Regions from separate parts of the Zea mays genome. Here region 2 is linked to region 1. A link is a contact called in public Hi-C data. All regions are on one chromosome and are shown on one strand. The core of a region is the stretch at or near the end of the contact, and the rest is flanking DNA. Distances in the headings are between cores, read along the strand shown.

Evidence for each region. Hi-C and Micro-C count contacts between places; a contact is called where the count stands out from the background.
Region 2: a contact with region 1 is called in a Hi-C map of tassel, with 2.6 times the contacts expected there. The contact joins the promoter of LOC100274549 here to the promoter of LOC103645923 in region 1. A contact is called at or near these places in 3 of 25 Hi-C or Micro-C datasets (leaf, leaf mesophyll and tassel).

The regions. Positions count from the first base shown.
Region 1 is chr2:9,242,898-9,246,636 of Zm-B73-REFERENCE-NAM-5.0, forward strand. It overlaps LOC103645923, which reads left to right and starts at 1,914. Exons shown (of 3, transcript NM_001352182.1): 1 at 1,914-2,484. The coding sequence starts at 2,140.
Region 2 is chr2:9,435,647-9,439,442 of Zm-B73-REFERENCE-NAM-5.0, forward strand. It overlaps LOC100274549 (Transcription factor GTE7), which reads left to right and starts at 1,544. Exons shown (of 3, transcript NM_001148905.1): 1 at 1,544-2,678; 2 at 2,762-2,930; 3 at 3,027-3,435. The coding sequence starts at 1,557. The coding sequence ends at 3,091.

The DNA.
Region 1 (3,739 bases), core at 664-3,163:
ACAAGTTCCCGCTGCACCGGTATGTTCTTTTGCTTTGTGGATAAGTATTTATTTGTCGTTCTTATTTTCTCGCTAATGTATCTCATATCTTTTGTATAGACCTATCACTGTCAGTATGACGGATTGGATCAATATCACGACCCTTCCAACATGCCTGAGTACTATCACTATGAATCGAACTAAACATGTGAGTATTGTGAAATAAGTTGATCTATGTGTCGTTGCCTCGTTGGAGAGGTTAAAAGAACTTGTATTTGAGTATTGCGAAGTTCGCTAGTTGTTTATTGCATGAGAACTATAGTTTATGGTTGTATATTATTTTGGTGAACATATGCCGTGTGGATCAATTAATATTTACTGTACAATGTGAATTGAACAAACTACAAATAAATCCTGCCAAAATTTTCATTCTTTTCTGCAAAAAACAGTAAAAATCAGTTTGTTTCACGGTTAACCGGCGGTTTCTACCGGTTTTGCGTCGGTTTTTCGCTGGTAAACCGGTTTGAATTCAAACTGATTTGATTTGATCAAACCGGCCGGTTTTCTACTGGTTTACCGCCGGTAATCTGTTACCGGTGGAGGGCGGTTTTTACTTCTCCAACGGTTTTGTAAACCGTGAGCTTATGAGAATTTACTCCAACTGCAGCGGCCCGAGGTCGAGGATAGATATGCATGCGTGGCCGAGGAAGCTGCAGTGTAGCTGTGCCTTGTCCTTCCCAGAATAAGTGTAGTGTCCTCTCCAACTTTCTCGCCATATTAATTATTGGAGACAATTTTTTTATCTGCCACTGGTAAAATTTCGGGTTTATTTCTTTCTTATTTCACACTAAATATTAAATATAATTTACTATATAACACTACCGTTAGTTCTAACCTGTAAAGATGTTAACTTTTATGTAAAAAGATGAATTATCTAAATAATTATTTATGTGTAAATACTTATAATAATTATCATAAATATTCGTACCTAAATAATTATTACAAACATCAGTGCATGCAGTCTATCGTAGGCCTGGCCATGTGCGAGCCGACATCGATGTTGTGGCGTTATGCGACCTGCGACGACGCAAGCTGCTGCTTTGGATGCCGACCATGTCATGGTCGAATCCAAAGAAAACCAATAACTGACTATACGGCGGTACTATACAAATATACTAGTACGAGCACTAATAAAGAACCAATGACGACTCATGTTTACACACTTTGTACGTGCATGCCGTAGACCGTAGTACCCCTACGCGATCTGATCTAACCACCGTGCTTGACAGAAAACGATCGCCGATGGATCCAACTGCTCCTCCCAGCAGGGCAATAGTAGTCCGGGCCGGTACCGAGAGACCAAGAGACGAGGACGACGGATCATAGCATAGTATAGTATAGCAGAGACCATCGAGCAGGTCGTCACATGGATCGGGAGTAGGATGAAAACGTCGAAAACGAACGAAAAATATCTAAACTGGTTTTAATTTTAGATTTTTTTTGACGGGACGAAAACAAAAACGTCGAGCAGGTTGTCACATGGCTAATAAGAGAGGAAAGAGAATGAAGCAGGCTGCTGATCTATCTCCGAGCTGCAGCACAGGGTTCGGATCTGGACGGGAGAGCTCAGCGTCAGCGTCATGGCGGGCTGGATTAATCTTTAACGAAAAGGATGTGTTTGAGTGAAGTTGCACAGTGCGCAACTCCTGCGTCTGCAAAATCGCGAGAACCAAACTGCACGACCCGGACCGGAGGACAGTATCCCGAGAAGAAATCCCAAAACCACCCCTAGCCTAGCCTAGGTCAGGCCCAAATCCGTTCGGCACGACGGACACGCGCCCCCAGACAAAAACACCCACTCCATATGTCTCCTAGGCGGGCGGCTAGACAAAAACACCCACTTGTGTTGGCTATTCATTGGCTCGCGCTCGGCAGTCGGCACGACGGTACTTGGACTTGGCTATTCCCAACGCCACCCCGCAACCGCAACGTCTCTCTAGCGTCTAGCCTCTGCCTGCGCTCCCACACCAGAACACCACACCGCTCCGCGTGCGTCGCCCGCACTCCTCGCCTCTGCCCGTCTGCCTACCGTGCCGTGCCGTGCCGTGCTCCCCACCCGATGCAGCCGCCGACGCGGGCCGTGCCGAGCCACAGCCGGAGATGAGCTCCAGGAACCGTTCCGCCGCCGCCTCGTCCGCTGCCCCGGCTCTCCGGACACCGCGCCGCCTGAAGCGGCGGCCAGTTAAGGCGTCGGCGCCGGGGCCGGGCAGCGGGCGGCGGAGCGGGCCCGCGACGCCGCTGCTGAAATGGGACGTCGGTGGCGGCGGCGGGCGCGGTGAGGGGAGGAAGGCTGGCGCCGACGAAGCGGGGGACGCCGCGCGGGCGCGGGAGACCAAGGCGAAGGCGACGGAGGTGTCGGTGCGGAGGCTCGCGGCCGGGGTTTGGCGGCTGCGCCCGCCGGAGGCCGTGGCCGGCGGCGGGAGCGGGGTCCGCGTGGGCGTCGAGGTACGTTGTGCTGCTTCACCGCCTGCTTGCCCCCCAGCTTGTTTGTTTCGTTTTCGGCTTGGTGTTGACAAGGAGAGGAGGCTCTGGCTGCGTTCTGTGTCTCAGATCATGAACGTTGACTTGTCCTATAATGCCATTTCTATTGCTAGACTGACTAACCATAGTATCGTTTTGGTGTTTAATGAAAATAAAAATGTGCGCTCTAAAAGGCCGTTACAACTTTGGTGTTCTAGATCTCTCGCGCTGTTTGGGTTGCTAATCTGAGCCGCTTTACTTCGGCTAAACTGGATTAGCCTACTAGTCAAATCTTAGTACTCCTACGTACCCATTCTCCCCGTTAAATCCTCAGCACTAAACACGCACTGCCCGTTGCCATGTCGGCGCATTTAGTACTCTCCTGGACGTCAGTAGATGCGTTGCCCTGAAGCATGGCCATTTATGAAGGCGGCCGTGCAGCAGGCACAGTACGGTGGCCGTGATCCTCTGCCCATGAATTAAAACCCCATCCATCCAACAGACGCAGCGTTTTCCAGTGCTCGGATCTCCTCATGTGATTCCTGTGTAGTACATGTGTATGGGCCCCAATCATCGGATCCTCTCCGAGTCTCCATGCCCGGCCCTGCCCGTGCAGCCACAAATGCACTTCCCGTGCGTTTCAGCCTTTTGTGCTTGATTGGTTGGCCTGGCCATCAGTGCGGGTGCGCACCTTCATCAGTTTGCCGAGTTGCTGCGTCCTGTGTTAAGGGTGGAGCTTGGAATTTGGATCGTGAAAAGGTCTGTCAGGGTGTGAGCTTCTGAACCGGGCAAAATGGCTCTCGGTTCTTGACTCTTGTGCCGTGCAGCAACAAACACTGATACTGGGTTCAGGACAGGAGCACGTGGTCCTGTTTAGCTGCTTGTCTCATAGTATCGCAGACCATCCTAGTCCCCTTCCAGGAAATGGTTTTTGAATTCTGAATCTTAGCCCCTTAGGTTGGGACGAAAATGCTAGCCAACAAATGCGACGATGTTACCAACGCTCTAGGTGTAGGTTCCCTGTATATGATTCGGTTTGATAGAGGTAGGTCCCCCACGTGATGATTGTTAGGGCCCCTATAGATGCTCCTTGTTCTATGAAAAAAACTTTCTACCGAAAATTCTACCCCTTTTTTTAAAAAAAAATGTAGTATGTTCGTGATGTTCCTTTCTAGTCACAGTACAAAATAGTGACATGAACATGTGCAGATCCAGTGCTACTCTCTTGATAGATATGCTT
Region 2 (3,796 bases), core at 294-2,793, 190 kb after region 1:
GGTTTTAGAGGATGTTGCTGGAGATGAAGAAAATATAGAGGACGAATTTTTTTAGAGGATGTTGTAAAGGACAAAGAATATTTTTTTAGAGGACGAAATTTAGAGGACGTTGCTGAAGACAGCCTTAGCTAAGAGATTGTGCAAAGAGCAGGGCCACGTTGGTGCCTGTACCCTGCTCCACACATGTGATGCTGCTCTGCTTTGTGCTTTCTTTTGGTGGCAACGGGTACATACCCGTCGGGTAGTACCATTCCATACCCGTACCTATCAAAAAAAATTCTACCCGTCGGGTTACCCATATATACTCGCGGGTATAAAATCTTACCCATACCCGTACCCGCGTGGGTATTTTTACCCGTCGGGTAACCCGTACCCGCTAGGAAAGAATTAAATTCCAATGTACCAATCACTCAAAATATTAAATAAACATATAAAAACAACTTCCATTTCACATATAACGAATCATATGATTACATAACTTAGTATCTAGATAAATGATAACTAGAGAAGGTTTTATTCTAGCTAAGTTGGACTCTATTAGATGTTTATAGTGCTATTGATGCGGGTATATTTTACCCACGGGTAGACGGGTATGGGTAGTACCAACCCATACCCGTACCCGTCTACCCAACGGGTAGAGGTTTTTACCCATTAACATACCCGCGGGTAGAGAAATCATCCCGTACCCGCCTTCATATAGGGTAAAATCCGTCGGGTATTCGGGTTTCGGGTACCCATTGCCATCTCTACCAACTACCCATGCCTTTGCTCAGATTCGAAAGATGGCCGATGCCGGCGCCAGATAGAGCGCCTCACATGCATGAATCAACATGAGGAGAGTTCATGGAAGGACCCCAAAAGCTTACAACTACCGATGCTCACGACGAAGCTCGGGTTCAAAGGTCACTACGTAAACAGTACAATATCAAATAGTATAAACTACAATACTCCTCCTTTTCATGATCCACCGAGGACAGGCTGAAGACGATCTCTCAGTCAACACTCCAGACTCCACACGAACTGGCGTACCGTTTGGTTCAAATATTTGTAACGTAATGGGTAAGTGATAACGTTAAATTATGTTTGTTTTAGTCCAACCGTAATTAGATACCATACTAAAAATTGATACCGGACTATTCAAACTTGTTACCGCCCGTAATCGAGTGTAAACCATTACCATTATCCTTTACGTTACATTTCGTGAACCAAACAGCACCTGTGATCCATCCCACGCATTGTCCTGTCTTGTGCTGTGCCTGTGCCCCAACGATCAGTCAAACCGAAGCGTACTGGGCCACGCAAACGCAACGACGCTCGCAGTCGCAGAAGAAACTGTCCAGCCATCCCATCCGTTCCACCCAAGCACACCAACGGTGCTGATCCCGTCCTCTCTCGGCGCCGACCAGACTCGCCCGCTACTCTTCCGAAAAAAATATCCCAAATAGTTACTCCACTCCCCTCACCCCTCCCGACTCCCGTGCTCTCTCTCTCTCTCTCTCTCGGATCCGAATTGCCAGCGCACCAGTCGAGCTCGCGGGAACTCGCCGGCACCGGCGATGGCCTCCGCCCTACTGGCCGGACAGGGCGGGGCGCGCCACCACGGCTGGGGGGAGACGCGCGCCCCACTCGCGCCCATACCTCCCAACCCTAACCCCAGCCAGCCCCACCCGCGCGCCGACGGGTCCAAGTCCAAGCCGCGGGCGGCAGCCTCCTCGCCGGCGGCCGGATACGTGACGTTCCGCCCGGCGTCCCTGGGCCCGCGCGAGGCCCGCGCGCTCCGGGACCGCCTCGCGGGGGAGCTCACCCAGGTGCGCGCCCTCCTCTCCCGCATCGACACCTGGCAGCAGCAGGGCCCGCCGCCCGCGGGGCTCCGCGGCGAGGTGCGGAAGCGGTGCGGGCAGATCCTCACCAGGCTGCGCAAGGACAAGCGGAGCGTGTGGTTCAACGCGCCCGTCGAGGTGGAGCGCCTCGGCCTCCACGACTACCACGCCGTCATCAAGCGCCCCATGGACCTCGGCACCGTCAAGGAGGGCCTCGCCGCCGGGAGGTACGCCTCGCACGACGACTTCGCGGCCGACGTCCGCCTCACCTTCACCAACGCGCTGCGGTACAACCCGGTCGGCCACGAGGTCCACACCTTCGCTGGCGCCCTCCTCGCCTACTTCGAGAGGATGTACAAGGAGGCGCTCGCCTGCTTCGAGGAAGACTGCAAACGCCCTGAGCCGCCAAGGCCAGTGCCGCCTGAATTGACACCTCCACCCGCAGCTGAGCCTGTTGAGGCCAAGGTTAAGCCGAGGGCAGGGAATGTGAGGATGCGGAAGCCCAAGGCCAGGGAGCCTAACAAGAGGGAGATGAGCCTGGAGGAGAAGAACATGCTCAGGGTGGGGCTGGAGAGTTTGCCCGAAGAGAAGATGCATAATGTGCTACAGATTGTGCGCAAGAGGAACAACAATCCGGAGATGCTGGGGGATGAGATCGAGCTTGATATTGATGAGATGGATGTTGAGACACAGTGGGAGCTTGATCGTTTCGTAGCTAACTTCAACAAAGCGCTCAAGAAATCTCAGCGTGCTGTGGTGATGAATGGTGGCGCCGCTGATGTAACCAGTGCTGCTGTGGCTGAGAATGACACTGCACCTGTCAGCAATGTGCTTACGTTGGTTGACAATGATGATGTGGTAGGAGGTTTGTTTCTTGTCGCAGCTAGTGGATGTGTAAATTGGGATCTCATGCTAGCTTTTTTGGTTTATTAATTTTACAGGAGAGAGAGAAACCTGTGAGGAGCGCTACAATGGCTGAGCAGGTGGATGAGTATGTTGATATTGGGGATGAGATGCCAACAGCCACTTACCAATCCATGGAAATCGAGAAGGACGCTGAAGGTGCGACTGGCTCTCGTGGTTCTGGCAGTGGCTCTTCGTCGTCCAGTGGTATATATGATCAAGCTGGCATTGTGTACTCCTTCAACACTTCATATTTCTTCAGGGAGCAGATCTTTTTACATTAACTGTTGCCTTCTTTTACAGGTTCTGAGTCGAGGAGCTCAGGGGACAGTGCCTCAGGAGCTGGCAATGCTCATTCTTTGGCTTAACACTAGGATTTGAAAATTTGGATGATCTGAGTTCTGTTGTTGGGTGATTTACGTAGAGCTAGTGGTAATTGTAAGTATGTAGCTGTTTCTGAGACGTGGGTGTGCGTAGGCTTCGATTACACAGTTAGTAGTAGATAACAAACTGGCTTTGTGGGTGTCTGTTAGCACCATGTGTATGTAAGCTGGTGGTGGAAGGTATTGGGGTGTTAAAAGTAGTTGATCGACCTTCTGGTATGGAGGGGGCCAGGGCTAGTGTTTGTGTTCTTTGTAGTACAATTGTTCTGGTGCAGACCTCTTATGTAATTAATGATTTGTGCATGACATTAAAGTATGGTTGTATAAGTAACAATGCAGTATCTTTTGTTCGGTGATGGTTTTTGACCTTTTTCGGATAGGCCTATGCAAGATAGTTTTCAATGACCATGCAAATATGTATTCAGTTTGTTCTGGTGGTGTTGCTTGGTATATGGAAATTATCATCCTCTGATAGCCATATGCCTCTTTATCGTGTAACACCATAAGACCATGTGTTGATGTGTGTTTGTTTGGAATTTTGGAGATTCTTTTACTCTTGTTTGAGTTTTAGGTTACTGGGCTTTTCGAGATGCATATCAATGGAAATGCCAGTAAAGGTGCAGGTGTGATGTTGTATTTATGCAACATGTGATTTCATTGTTTCAATGAGAGATAGGGCTCCGACGTTGA